Regions from separate parts of the Mus musculus genome. Here region 1 is linked to region 2. The links are chromatin contacts, called in public HiChIP or PLAC-seq maps. All regions are on one chromosome and are shown on one strand. The core of a region is the stretch at or near the end of the contact, and the rest is flanking DNA. Distances in the headings are between cores, read along the strand shown. Region 1 overlaps Gm33078 (a long non-coding RNA gene). Region 2 overlaps Fam114a2 (family with sequence similarity 114, member A2).

Region 1 (7,261 bases), core at 795-3,294, 420 kb after region 2:
AGCTTTTCTCAGCCCACCCCAGCCAGGGTTCACCCATGGAGGCCTGACTCTGAGCCTGCCTGTCAAATGAGATAACCTCTCCCAGGGGCAAATAAACATCCAGTGGATGTTGGGTCAGAAGAATGCAGCCCTGGATTCCTTCGCTCCTGAGTCTTGGATGTCTGCCAGACCATGTCAAAGCTGCAGAGGCCTCAGGCCTCGAGAGTCCCATCGGGCACACCCCTTATTTTCTTACTGAAGGGACATCTCTGCCCTCCACAAAAAGACTTCTCCAACAGTGGTCCTTTCATGAGCTCTGGGGACGTGCCTCCTGAGCCCACAGGATTCTTCTGTGGCTCACCATCATGTGCAGCAGGAATTAACAGCTGGTCCCGACCACGGCAAGGATGCTGTGACATTCCACGTGGAGAGAAGTGGTTTAGATTGAATAGAAAGACACAGGGGAAACTCATTAGAGACCCCCTTTGCTATAAGTAGATATTTGTTTTGTTCTGCTTTGGGTGGAGCCAAATCTCAGAAAAATAGCACAGAGCATAAGATTAAGCCTAAAATAAAACACTTTCCACCTCAAGGGGGTGATATACGCCTTTAACCTCAGCACTCAGAAGGCAGAGGCAGGCAGATCTCTACTGTGAGTTCCAGACACGCCTGCTATACAGAGTGAGGTCCAGGACAGCCAAAACTACACAGTAAAACCATGTCTTGGGGGGAAAAAACAAAAACAAACAAACAAAAAGAAAACAAAAACAGACAGCACTTTGTCTCTAGCGTTAGTCATGGAACCCAGGACAGTGTACAGTCAGAGCGGCCCTATGCCTGAGACACAGTGCCAGCTGCCAGCCTTGGTCTTGGTTTGTGTTTGGTTTTTAAGGTTTTGAGGGGTTTAGTGGGTTGTTGTTGTTTTTTTTTAAGACTTTCTTGTGTAACTCTGGCTAGCCTAGAACTCACTATGTAGACCAGGCTGGTCTCAACCTTAAGAGACCCACCCACCTCTGCCTCTTAAATGCTAGAATTAAGGGCATGTGCTACCATGCCTGGCTCTTTCATGTTTTATTTCATTTATTTACTTATTTATTGGTTTCTGAAGACAGGGTTTCTCTGTGTAGCCTTGGCTGGCCTGGAACTCACTCTACAGACTAGGCTGGCTTTGAACTTATGGAGATCCACTTGCCTCTCTCTCCCAAGTGCTGGGATTAAAGGCATATGCTACCACCATCCAGCCTTTTTGAAATCTGTAATTATTGATGTATGTATTAATATGTACGTGTGAGTGCAGGTGCCCAAGAAGTCCAAAAAAGGATGTCAGATCCCTGGATCCTTTTGACATGGGAGCTGGGAACCAACCGAACTCAGGTCCTGAGAGAGAGAGCAGAAAGCACTCTTGCTAAGCCATCACCAAGGCCCCACATTTGGTTCTTTGAGACAGGATCTTATGTAGTCCAGGCTGTCCTGGAACTCCTGAGTCCCCCGCCTCCATTGCTCAAGGCCTGAGATTGCCTGTGTACACCACCATGCCCTTCTGGTTTGGTGTTTTGTTTTGCTTTACTTTTTGATGGGGCAAGTTGTTGGTTTTGGGTAGTTTTGCTTTTTACATTTTTCTTACTTATTTGTTTATGTCATATGGTGTACGTGTGTGAAAGTGGGCATGTACACTCTAGGGCATGTGTCAGAGGACTCCTAGGAGGCCGTTCTCCCTTTCCACACAGAATTCTGAGATTCAAACTCAGGTTATCAGGCCTGTACCACAGCACTTTTACCCACTGAGCCATCTCTCTGGCCTTAATTTTTAGTTTTTTGAGACAGGGTCTTAAGCTCTAGCCCAGGCTAGCCCTGAACATGCTAAGTCAGCTGCTTCACCTTCCAGCTGCTGGACTACAGGTGTGAGTCATCACAGCTCGTCTGTTTGTTGGTTTTGCTTTATCTTTAATTTTAAATATGTGGTCAAAAAAGGTAAAAGGGGTTGGAGAGATGACTCAGTAGTTAAGAGTCCTTACTGCTCCTGCAGAGGACCACCACGCTTGTTGGGTGACTCACAGCCACTTGAAGCTCCAGTTCCAGGGTTCTAGTGCCCTCTTCTGGCATCTCAGGGATATCCAAACACCTGTGAGCGTACCCACAGACACACATGCGCACAAAGATAAAATTAAAATGTCCTTTAAAAAAAGAAAGCAGCAGGCAAAAGATTGCTGAAGCTCCGTTCACACCTAAAGCTTTTTTATTTTTTAATATTTATTTATTTTATGCATATGAGCACACTGTGGCTGTCTTCAGACACACCAGAAGAGGACATGGGATTCCATTCCAGATGGTTGTGAGCCACCATGTGGTTGCTGGGAATTGAACTCAGGACCTCTGGAAGAGCAGTCAGTGTTCTTACCCGCTGAGCCATTTCTCCAGCCCACACCTAAAACTTAAGAGCAAGCGGCTGTGATACCCAGGACTTCTGCCTGCAGCTGTGGGTTGCTGCACACGGTCTCAGCCCTGAGGAGGTGGGAGAGAAGCATCCAACCAGCACTGGGACCGGAAGTGCTTCAAGAAGCTGCCAGTGTCTGGAAAGGGAAAGGCGAACCCCACCCGCCATCTTTACTCAGTTCTCCCCGCCACTTGTCACTTTCACTTAATCTTAGGACAAGTACCAGGATCACTTCTGGATGTGGATGCCGTGGCCTGGAATCCATTTCTGGAAACAGAGACTGTGTCATTGAATTACATGATACTCTTGCATGGCCAGCGAGCACGCGCCTGTGCGCTCACACATCCACTCAGCCCGAAGGCAGGACCCTCTCAGCAGGATCTGATTACACTGGCTTCACATCAGAATTACACGTGCAAATCGAATCCCACCGCAATCCCAGAGAGAAAGAGGCCCCTCCACGCTGACAGGAAAACAGAAAAGAGCTCAAGCTCCCTGGAGCGAGGCTCTCCCAGAACCTCCTTACAGCGCGACTATGAGAGCCACAGTTGAGTGCCTGTTGCTGGGCCCAGAACACAGGCCATACTTAGCAAATGTTTGATTAAATACATCATGGCGGGAAAAGGAAGACCAGCAATGGCCTGCTGCGGTTTAGAAAAGTGGTCCCCAAAGCCTTGTGTTGTTAAAGGCATGGTCCCAAGGAGGCACTATTGGGAGGTGGTGAGACCTTTATGTGGACCCTAGAGTGAGATCTTTGTCTGGGTTATGCATCCTTGAAAGGAGCTATACGACCCCAGCCCTCTCCACAGTCTCTAGGTTTCTTGGCAATAAGGTGAGAGGTTTTGTTCCATCATAAGCTCCCACCCTGTCAGGGTTCTACAGGAACCCTAGAAACGAGAGGTGGAAGAAATAGAGAGAAATGAGGGCTCTTACTAGTCACAAATGGCTGAGTGTAGCACGTGGTTGTGCTGAGAATCTTAGCATTAGATTCTAAGCCACAAAGCTGTGGAGTCCTTGACTAGAGGCAAACACCTGAGGAGTTTGTCTTCCCAACTGGCCCAGCATCTCCCTGAAGATGGTCATCCACCATCCTGAAGCCGTCCAACACAGTGAGGAGTGAGAAGACCCACCCTGGGCTTGGACCACAGCCTGTCTTCCTCACACGTGGTCCCATGGTGACCTTTATCCATCGCTCAAGACTGTAGACTGGGGCAGCTGTTGAGTTCTGTAAAAACAGCTTCCTACCCAATGTCACCAACTCCAAGCCTGCTTGGGACCAAGAAGAAAATTATCCCTTGTTATGGCACAAACTCCCAGGAAGTGGTGATGTCTGCATTTTCATCTGGTAAAAACTTATCCCAAGTTGTTCCCAATTTTTCAGTCTTGTAGCTGGAGGGAGGGGTTTCATATGCCCCCAAACACATGCAAAGTTGTTTGTTTGTTTGTTAAAGATTTACTTATTAGCCAGGTGTGGTGGCACACGCCTTTAGTCCCAGCACTCGGGAGGCAGAGGCAGGCAGATTTCTGAGTTTGAGGCCAGCCTGGTCTACAAAGTGAGTTCCAGGACAGCCAGGGCTATACAGAGAAACCCTGTCTCGAAAAAAATTTAAAAAAAAAAAAATTTACTTATTTATTTCATGTGTGTGGGTATATTGTCACTGCCTTCAGACACACCAGAAGGTGGCATCAGATGCACATTACAGATGGTTATCAGCCACCATGTGGTTGCTGGGAATTGAACTCAGAACCTCTGGAAGAACAGTCTTTACCACAGCTCTTTACCGCTTGGCCATCTCTCCAGCCCTGTTTGTTTGTTTTAAAGAAGAAGTGGAGTGATGGCTCAGCAGTTAAGAACACCTATTGTGCTTGTCAAGGACCCAAACCCATGTTTCTCAGCACCTATGTCAGGGAGTTCACAACTGCTTGTAACTCCAGCCCCCTCTTCTGGCCTCTCCAGGCACTGCATTAATGTGCACATATCCTCACACCCACACACATAATTAAAACCAAAATACGTATCAGGGCTAGTGAGATGGCTCAAAGGTTGAGAGATGTTGATGCTTTTAGACAGGACCCCAGTTTAGTGCCAAGGGTGCCTATCATGAGGTTCAGCATCATCTGTAATTCTGATGATTCTGGCTTCCTCGGGCTCCTGTATTCACGGGTATGTACCCACTTGCAAACAAACTTTTAAAATAAGTCCTAGACCAGGCATGGTGACAAACCCCTTACATCCTAGCACTTCTGGAGACAGAGACAGCTGTATTTCTGTGAGTATCAGGCAAGCCTGGTCTAGAGAGTTTAAGAACACCCAGAGCTACACACACACACACACACACACACACACACACACACACACAAATCCTATTAAAGTTATTTTAAGCTTCGATGCATGTATTTGTGTACTGTATTGCACAGGGGTGCTTCATACAGTTATATATGCTATGTTAAGAACAGTGTCTTCTTGATGCTGGTCCTATCTTCCTCTTACCTGGTTTTATCAACAAAATGTCCATGTGAGAAAAATTCCCATCTCTAAGAAAGAAATGCCAAGAACACAGGCTTAGGGTCAGGACAACAGAACTATCCCATGAAAAGGTCCTCCCTGGGACTCAGTTTCTCTATTTGCACAATGAGCCAGGTGATTTTTCAAGCACACACACCCATATAGGCTCCCTTCCCAGTGTTTCACACTCAACTTCCCCACACACACACACACACACTGCCACCACCATCAAAGACCCTCCATTTCACCTCGATGGTCCGTTTCCACTGAAGACAGGAAGCTGTCTGTCTCTCTAGTGCCCAGCACAGTGACAATAAGAATGCTCAAAGGAAGTAGGAGTGTAGAGGACCAGTGTAAACAGACCCTTCTCTGTCCTCCTCCTTGGCCTCCTCTTAGCCAGGGATGTCCCTCAGGCGCCAGGCTCCTCCCTCCTCCCTGCATCACCATGCCTACCTGTCCTCTTCCAGATGCTTTCAAGGCCAAGGACTCAGCTCAGAGAGGACCGGCAAGATGGGCTCCTCCAGACAGCCTAAGCCCTTACTATATACATCCTATGCCCACCATTCACGATAGACTCTTCCAAGTGGGCTGCCAGACAGTCTCTGTAGGAGAAAACACAAAATACACTGTGCCCCTCTCTCTCTCTCTCTGTGTGTGTGTGTGTGTGTGTGTGTGTGTGTGTGTCACGAGCCCATGCACTTTTACGAAGGTGGTAGAAGCTTTCAGGAGTAGAGCATCAAATACTACAGCTTGTTTGTTTCTTTGTTTCTTTGTTTCTTTGTTTGTTTGTTTGTTTGTTTGTTTGTTTGTTTTTCATGACAAGGTTTCTCTGTGTAGCCCTGGCTGTCCTGATACTCCCTCTGTAGACCAGGCTGGCCTTGAACTCAAAGGTCTGCCTACCTCTGCCACCCAAGTGCTGGGATGAAACACATGTGCCACTGTCCCTTGCTGATATTAAAACTTTTATACCCTGGCTCTGCTTCCTGACGGTGGATGCTATGTGACCAGACACCTCCTTCTTCTGCTGCCATGCCTCCCACTATAACAGCTCTTGTGGTACTAACAGGGAAACTGAGTTGCTTTAAGCCAAAGCAACTCCTTCCTCCCTGAAGTTGCTTCTGGTCGGGTGCTCTGACACAGTAACTGACAGATGCCAGTCACTGTGGCTTTGTAGTGTTTTGAAGATGTAGAAATTTGAGATCTCTAATTTTGTTCTTTTTCAAGTCTGTTTTGACTTTTGAAATCCTATAGATGTGGGGGATACAGTCCTCTTGGCAGAATGTTTGTCTAGAATTAGCCAGGTGTGAAGGCCCACACCTGTAGCTTTTCCTCGGAGTTCCAAAGGGACAGGAGGACCAAAAGCTCAAGGTCATCCTTGACCGCCTAGGGAGTGTGATCCCAGCTGATGATAATAATGAACCAATAAGATTGCTCAGTGGGTAAAGATGCCTGCCATCAAGCCCCATGACCTGAGTTGGATCCCCAGGACCTATGTGGTAGGAGAGAACTGACTCCTGCAGATAGTCCTCCATCTTCCACATATGCACTGGCCATGGTTGGAATATGCTTGGCCCGCGGACTGGTGCTGTTTTGAGGTGTGGCCTTGTTGGAATGGTGTGTCACTGTGGGTGTGGGCTTTAAGGTCTTCATCTTAGCTGCCTGGAAGCCAGTCTTCTGCTTGCAGCCTTCAGATGAAGATATAGAACTCTCAGCTCCTCCTGCACCATGCCTGTCTGGATGCTGCCATGTTCCCACCTTGATGATAATGGATGATAAACCTCTGAACCTATAAGCCAGCCCCAATTAAGTGTTGTCCTTTATAAGACTTGCCTTGGGCTGGTGAGATGGCTCAGTGGGTAAGAGCACCTGACTGCTCTTCCGAAGGTCCAGAGTTCAAATCCCAGCAACCACATGGTGGCTCACAACCATCCGTAACAAGATCTGACTCCCTCTTCTGGTGTGTCTGAAGACAGCTACAGTGTACTTACATATAATAATAAATAAATCTTAAAAAAAAAAAAAAAAGACTTGCCTTGATCATGGTGTTTGTTCACAGAAGTAAAACCCTAACTAAAACAGCACTATAGCACAGGAGGGTGGGTGGAGATAAGAGGAATAAAATTTAGTATAAATTTTAAAGTAGCCTTTTCTATGTAAAGAAATGCTTTTGAATGGTGTCTAATTTTCATTTCTATTTCTATGACAAAAACAGTTTAGGGAACTGAAGAGATGGCTCAACGGTTAAGAGCACTGACTCCTCTTCCAGAGGTCGTGGGTTCAATTCCCAGCAACCACATGGTGACTCACAACCATCTGTAATGGGATCCAATGCCCTCTTCTCA
Region 2 (6,903 bases), core at 4,309-6,808:
GACAACTTACTCTGAGTTACATCCAGCTTCCCTCCTTCCCTCCCTCTCTCCTTCACTTCATCTTTTGTATTCACTCCTCTTCTACATTCTGGAACTGAAATGATACCAACCTGAATGTTGAAATTACTGATAACAGCATAACAAAATAAAAGGGCCCTCAGCTCAACTGCAATGTCACCTCTATGTAAGTGTGTTGGGGGGGGGGGGAATACACTCACCTCTGTGTGAGTATGGGGGAGGGGTGTACTCACTTGTGTGCATGAGTGGGGGGGGGCGGATGCACTCACCTACGTGTGAGTGTAGGGGATGCACTCACCTGTGTGTGAGTGTAGGGGGAGGGGTTCACTCACCTATGTGTATGAGCGTGGAGTCCAGAGGCCCATGTCCGATGTCTTCCTCTATCAGCCCCCACTTTATCTTTTGTGACAGGGTGTCTCATTAAATGTGGAGCCTACTGTTATGGCTAGACTGCTGACCAGTGATATCTGGGGAATCCTCCTGCCTTCACACCCCTCACCTTCCTGCACTGGGGTTACAACTCCATGATACCACGTTTAGCCGTTTATATGGATGCGGGGAACCCAAGTTCAGGCCCTAATGCTTGGGCAGCAAACCCTTTACCACTGAGCCATCTGCCAGCCCCTCAAGTTCACCCTTCTTTAAAGGAGCTTAGTTGCTTTGGTTACCTCTATTGAATGTTTCTGGGCTTCCTCGGTATTTCCTGCCTCCGACTCTTTTTCTCCTTCTTCTTTCTCTGCTACTGGCCTAGCCAGAGATGTTCTGATCCATTTGTAGGCTGTATTTCTTGCCTAAATAAGGATTTAGGCAACAATTAAATGCAGTTCTTACCAGCAACACATCAGCACTCTGGAGGACAAGCTCTTCACACAAGAACAGACCATGTAACTTTTCAATCCTTATTAAGTTACAAACCTTACACTGAATCCTGTCCAATGGCTCCTTGCGAAACCCCCAGTCCTGTCCAATGGCTCCCTGTGAACCACCCCACCCCACCCTGTGGCTTCTCTGGAACTGAGGCTTGCACTAGGGAAAGTGCATGCATCTGGAGCACAGATCAGATGCTCCACAGGCAGGTCAAGGTGCAAAGCACTTCCCCCAGCACCTTGGTTACCTCTATTGAATGTTTCTGGGGGTGTGTGCAGGGGCGTACTCACCTGTGTGCATGAGTGTGTGTGCGGGGGCGTACTCACCTGTGTGCATGAGTGTGGGGTGGGAATGCACTCACCTGTGGAGGGGGTAGGAGGGTGTGCTCACCTATGTGTGAGTCCATCATGCCCTTCATTTATTCATGCTCACACCAAAGACTTTGGCTCAGTATCAACAACCTCAACTGTTTGCAAAATGTTGGGAATTAGTTTGTCTTAATTTGGCTCCCAAAAGCCAGCTTCCAGACACTGAGGTCCCTGCCCCCAGCTGGCTTTGATTGGTAATAAAGAGGTGCCATACAGCCAATGCTGGGCAGGGAGACAGGGGCAGGACTTTTAGATTGTGAGGGGAAGGGACTAAGGAAAAAGAATCATGACAGGAGAGCAAAAAGAACAGACCCAAAGACCTGCTAACATGTAAGAATCCAGGAACGTGGCCTTAGGGGCCATTCCCCCATTGGGTCTGGGGTAGCAGAGATGAAATATAGATTTTAAAAGATGTTTACTCAGGGATATTGGAGGGGAGTATGTGCTAGCCTTGGGAGGTTCAGAAGTGCCCAGCCATTGAGCTAGCCAAGGCATATCCAAATTAGCTGGCATGTGAATGTGTCTTCCATTTATATACCCAGAGCTCTAGGGTGGGTACAGCCCAAGCAGCCCACTGGAAGCCAAAGCAGATTAACTATTCACCACTAGTAAGATTCATAAAAATGGGCTCTATATTCATTTTCATTTGTGCCTGCATGTTTTAAGTGCAGACAATGACAGACACACCCATACTGTCCCATGTACAAGTTCACTGACTTCATACATAAAGACTGTCGCTCCATACAAATGCCACAAATTTCCTTTCTCCTGGTGATGGACTCCTCTAGTTTCTCTAGTTTGATTTGTTTTAAACACAATCTTCTAATTCTTCGCCTATCTTTATAATTACTGCTCTTCAGTGATTATCCTGATCGGTCTAATCCTGATCTTGCTGGCCTACCTATATCCTCTGACCTTGCTCACCCTAGTGCTGCTTTTGCCTAGATCACTATTTCTCATCTTAACTTCTTTCTCTGGAAAAATGAAGCACCCCAAATACCTGCTAGACACACATCTGACATTCTGCGATGACTCCAGATACAGCATGTAAAGGAAATGAAATACTTTGATCTTTCTATCTCTAATTCACCCTTTTATCAGCCAAACTTTGGAAGTACTGTTCTATAATAGTGGCTCAAGCAAAAATATGACAGCCATTTGGATTTTTCCATCAGTCTGATTCTGCACAAGGTCCACCTGCCCCAACCTTCCTCTTCTATTACCATCATGTGCACTCAGAGCAACGTCATGACTGCTCTATTACTTCTAATGTGTCTTAAATTTATTTTCACTGTCATAATACTGTCAATGATCTGCTGACCATGCAAAGCTGACCATTCCCCTGTGGGGGCTTGAATGAGAATGGACCCCAAAGACTCATATATTTGATGCTTAGTCAGTAGTTGGTGGAACTGTTTGGGAAGGACTAGGAAATATGGCCTTGCTGGAAAAGAAGTGCCACTGAGGGTGGGCTTTCAAAAGCTCACACCAGTGTGGCTGGTGTGTGTGTGTGTGTGTGTGTGTGTGTGTGTGTGTGTGTGTGTGTGTGTTTGTGCAAGCACGCACGTGCAGTCCCATGCTGCCTTCCTGTCTGCCTGCCACCATAGTCCCCATCATGATGGGCATGGACTAACTCTAAGACTGTAAGTAAGCAAGTCACAATTTAAATGCTTCCTTTTAGTTGGTCATGGTGTTTTGCAAAGAACAGTAATTAACAAATCCCTTTTGGTCATGGGTGCCCTATCAACTAGATCATGTTCCTTCACATTATCTACCCAGCCTTTCAATCTCATTCTTCACTGTGTGCTCCAATAAGATGAGCTGTAACTGCACCTTTTCCTCCCAGCCCTTCACCCTAAGCATCATCTCCACATAACTTCTGAAGACAAGTTTCCTGAACAACCTCCCTCTGAATTTCCACAATCCCAGAATACCACTAAAATCCAGTGCTTACAGAAGATACTGAAGTCAACTATGTCAGTCTCCTGAGTAGGACACGTACTAAAGGACAGCAGCAGAACGCCCATCTGGCTTGCATACCTAGTCCCCGGCGAGTGTGTTTCACAACTGCTTTATCTCCTTTTTTTTTGTAGCACACTGGCTTGGGTTTTAGATTCTTCTGGGTTTTTACAGTCTGGACTCCCAGAATCTCAGTAAAATTGCTAAGAAAGGACAGCCATCAACCCAAAGCCGTTAGCACTTCCTTAAAGCCATGTACAAAAGCCTGCTAAGATCAAAGCCATGGGAGAAAAGCTCCTCGCAGAGCCACTCCAGAAGCAACGCTGTTCCTTCTGACTATCGCATCCTCTCTTTTTATTCCACTCCACCTGGGTTTTTATTATTTGTAGAGGAAGAACTCCATTACCTGTGCTAACTGGTTTTTGTCAACTAGACACAAACCTACATATCTGGGAAGAAGGAATCTTAATTGAGAAAATGCTTCCACATGACTATAGGTAGTTGAAGGAATTGTCTTGATTAGTGATTGACATGGGAGAGCCCAGTTCACTTCGGTTGGTACCACCCCTAGGCCAGTGTTCCAGGTTGTGTATGTAATAAAGCAGGCTGGGCGGGAGCAGGAGGAGTAAGCCAATTAATGATGCTCCTCCAGGATGTCCTAAAGGAATTCTTGCCTCCAGGTTCCTACCATGTCTTCCCTTAGTGATGATCTGTAACTTGAGGATTGTAAGAAGAAATAAAGGCTTTCTTTCCTGAGTTGCTTTTGGTCATGGTGTTTATCGTGGTAACAGAAAATAACTGCCCTTGAATGAAGGGATCCACTTAATTAATTTTATACAAACAAAAGGAATGCATTGAGCTGGACAGTGGTGGCACACACCTTAAATTCCAGCACTTGGGAGGCTGTGAGTTCCAGGCCAGTTCAGTCTACAGAGTGAGTTCAAAGACAGCCAGGGCTACACAAAGAAACCCTTCTCAAAAAACAAAAAAGATAAATTAATTAAACTCTAAAAAAAGGCTGAGCCAGGCAACAGAGATCACAAATGATCACAAATCATTCCAACTAGACTATAGTTATATGGCACTGGACTTGAGCCTTTAAGTGCTCTGAGTAATGCTGTTACCAAGGCTACAACATGAATGAGCAGAAGAAAACCTGGTATTCGTTTGTCTCAGAGTTCTTTCCTCTTCAGAATAGTTGTTCTCCCAAAGAGCCTGCAAGAACAATCCAATCTAATACTGAAAAAGAAAACCTTCACATTACTTAAATATTAACTCTCTGTTTCAAAAAAAAAAAGTAAACAGAAGGGGATAGAGAGATGATTAAATTGGCAAACAGCCAGCCACAGTGATTCACGCCTATAATCCCAGCATTAGTGAGCCAGAGACTAGAGGATTTCCCTGGTATCCAGCTAGCCAGATCAGTAAGCCTCGGGTCCAGCAAAAGACCTTATCTCAAAAAATAAAATGGAAAAATGACTAGAAGACAACTGACTTCAACCTATGACCTCTATATGCACATGTACATGTAGCACACACAAAAACAAACAGTGGATTATACCAAAGTGCAGAAACAGGGATAATCTGAGTGTATTAGATCTATCAAGACCAGAGTACAGAATATAAACAAGTTAGAAGACACCAGTGTATGTAATCAAGACCAGAAGGGCTGGAAACAGAGCTCAGTTGGTAGGAGTGCCTGGTATACACAGAGCCCTGGGCTCCGTCCTTAGACTGCATAAACCAGGATGGTAGCATATGCCCCTTTCCCAGCACTGGGGAGGTGGAGGCAAGGGGATCAGGAGTTCAAGGTCTCCCTCAGCTACAACGGGAGTTCAAAGCCAACCTGGGTGACATGTCTCAAAAGACTCAGAACAGATGCTAAATTTAAGGAAGAATCCCCAGTTCCAGACATACGGAAAGAAAAAAAAAGAAAACTATGAGGAGTGGGAGTAGGAAGACTGTCGTAGGATCTTTACCAGTCTCTTCACGGCAGCTTACCAGCAGCAAAGGGAAATAAATCATAACTCTACAGAGAATTGTGCGACACATCACCAATAATAAACAGACAAACATCTCACCCCTGCAGATGTGACGAGCTATCACTTACACAGGATTCTGGCCCTGGAATGTACAAACTAATAAAAGAGAGAAAGCCTTAGACAAACCCCAGTACAGGTAGCAGCCTGGGAATGTTTTACTTTTAGTGTGGGGGAAGGGAGAGTTGTGTTTTTCAAAAAGATACACATCATGAAAGCTAAGGGCTGAGGAACCACTATAGATGAAAGGAGTCTAAACTAGACAAGTAAAGCTAGTTCAAACCCAGGGGCTCCAGGGGAGTGGGCGGGATGGTCTGAATAACAATGGCTCCCACGGGCTCCCACATTTCAATGCTTAGTCAGGGAACTAGAAGGTTAGGAGGTGTGGCCTTTTGTCAATGTGTGTCAATGGAGGTGGGTTTTGAGGTTTCAAAAGCCTGTGCTAAAGTGCTAGGCCCTGTTTCTTTGCTGGCTAGAAGAGATCAGGATGTAGCTCTCAGTGACTGCTCCAGCATCTTGCGTGCCACCATGCTCCCTGCCTTGACAATAATGGACGAAGCCTCTGATACTGTAAATCCCCTACCCCAATTAAATGCTTTGTTTTATAGGTGTGGTCATCGTGTCTCTTCACAGCAACCGAACACTGACTAAGACAGTCAGTGGATACATGTGGAGAACAGATGAAGTCAAAGTCTGGTGTCAGTGTTAAATATGCTGAAGTGACAACTGTACTGTGGTTATGCAAAGGGATAGCCTCATCTTCCTATTTACTCTCAAACGGTGAGGTTCATGTGACTTCAGTGCGGGTGCCTGTGGTTAGACACTAGAAGTAGCGTGCCAGCACTAGCGAGCGCATCAGGTGCTGTTAGTACTGTTTTTACAACTTTTTTCTCAGTTTGATGCTGTTTCCAAAATGCTATAAGCAATGTCATGTTTTGAATGTGAAATGACCCCTAAGGGCTCATATTTGGGACACAGTTTCCAGCTGGTGGCACTATAATGGCAGTCTGTGAAGCCCTTCAGAGGTGGAGCCTACAAGGTCCCTGGGGTGAGGAGACTCTGAAGGGTATGGCCCAGACCATCCTCTACTGCTACGGGAACAACCACCACCTCGCACTCCTGGCACCATCCAGTCAGGGCTGAATTGCCATGCCCTCCCCACTATGGTAGACTAAGAGCCTCTGAAAATGTGAGCTAAAGTAAGACTTTCCTCCCTTGAGCTGTGGTGTCAGGAGTTTCAGTCCCAGGGATGTAAAGTTGTGAGGAGCTGAGTTCTTGAGGCAGCTGCTGAGCACAGCCTACAAGGCTTCGCTGAGGAAGGCACCGTCTGCCCAGGCCAGTGTCTCTCACGCCTTACCTGCTTGGAGGTAAGTAAGATGGCTGTGCTGACTCCACACACCCAGCAGCTCTCATGGCCAGACAACAATGCCTGCCTGTTGCTAACAGCTGCTGGAATTGTTCAGAGATAGGAAAGGTGGATACAGAGGCAGGAAGCAGTACCTCATGAGCAGTGGAATATATGTGAAGTCCCTCCTCTGAGCTCTGACAAGACTCATTCCAAACACATGATATCTCAACATCACCACCACAGCTCAGCCATGGGACTCTCATTCCCGAATTTTAGATGGTCACCAGTGGAGTCACTGTCTGGA

Evidence for each region. HiChIP or PLAC-seq counts read pairs in DNA pulled down with a chosen protein or histone mark.
Region 1: a contact with region 2 is called in an H3K27ac HiChIP or PLAC-seq map of embryonic stem cells, with 3 times the contacts expected there. The contact joins two enhancer-like sites. A contact is called at or near these places in 3 of 115 datasets of contacts at active chromatin or transcription factors (embryonic stem cells and epiblast stem cells) and 1 of 9 other capture datasets (embryonic stem cells).

Annotation. Positions count from the first base shown.
Region 1 is chr11:57,916,122-57,923,382 of GRCm38.p6, forward strand. It overlaps Gm33078 (a long non-coding RNA gene), which reads left to right. Exons shown (of 4, transcript XR_388677.3): 4 at 7,132-7,177. Among named protein-coding and RNA genes, the nearest start is that of Gm33078, 8.0 kb to the left of the region's middle. Within about 2 kb of position 2,045, at least 18 of the 459 cell types and tissues checked have an H3K27ac peak or open chromatin away from gene starts, as enhancers often do. A contact at or near this core is called in embryonic stem cells, where this site is marked.
Region 2 is chr11:57,492,318-57,499,220 of GRCm38.p6, forward strand. Fam114a2 (family with sequence similarity 114, member A2) reads right to left here. Exons shown (of 14, transcript NM_026342.3): 10 at 687-809. Among named protein-coding and RNA genes, the nearest start is that of Fam114a2, 23 kb to the right of the region's middle. Within about 2 kb of position 5,559, at least 18 of the 459 cell types and tissues checked have an H3K27ac peak or open chromatin away from gene starts, as enhancers often do. A contact at or near this core is called in embryonic stem cells, where this site is marked.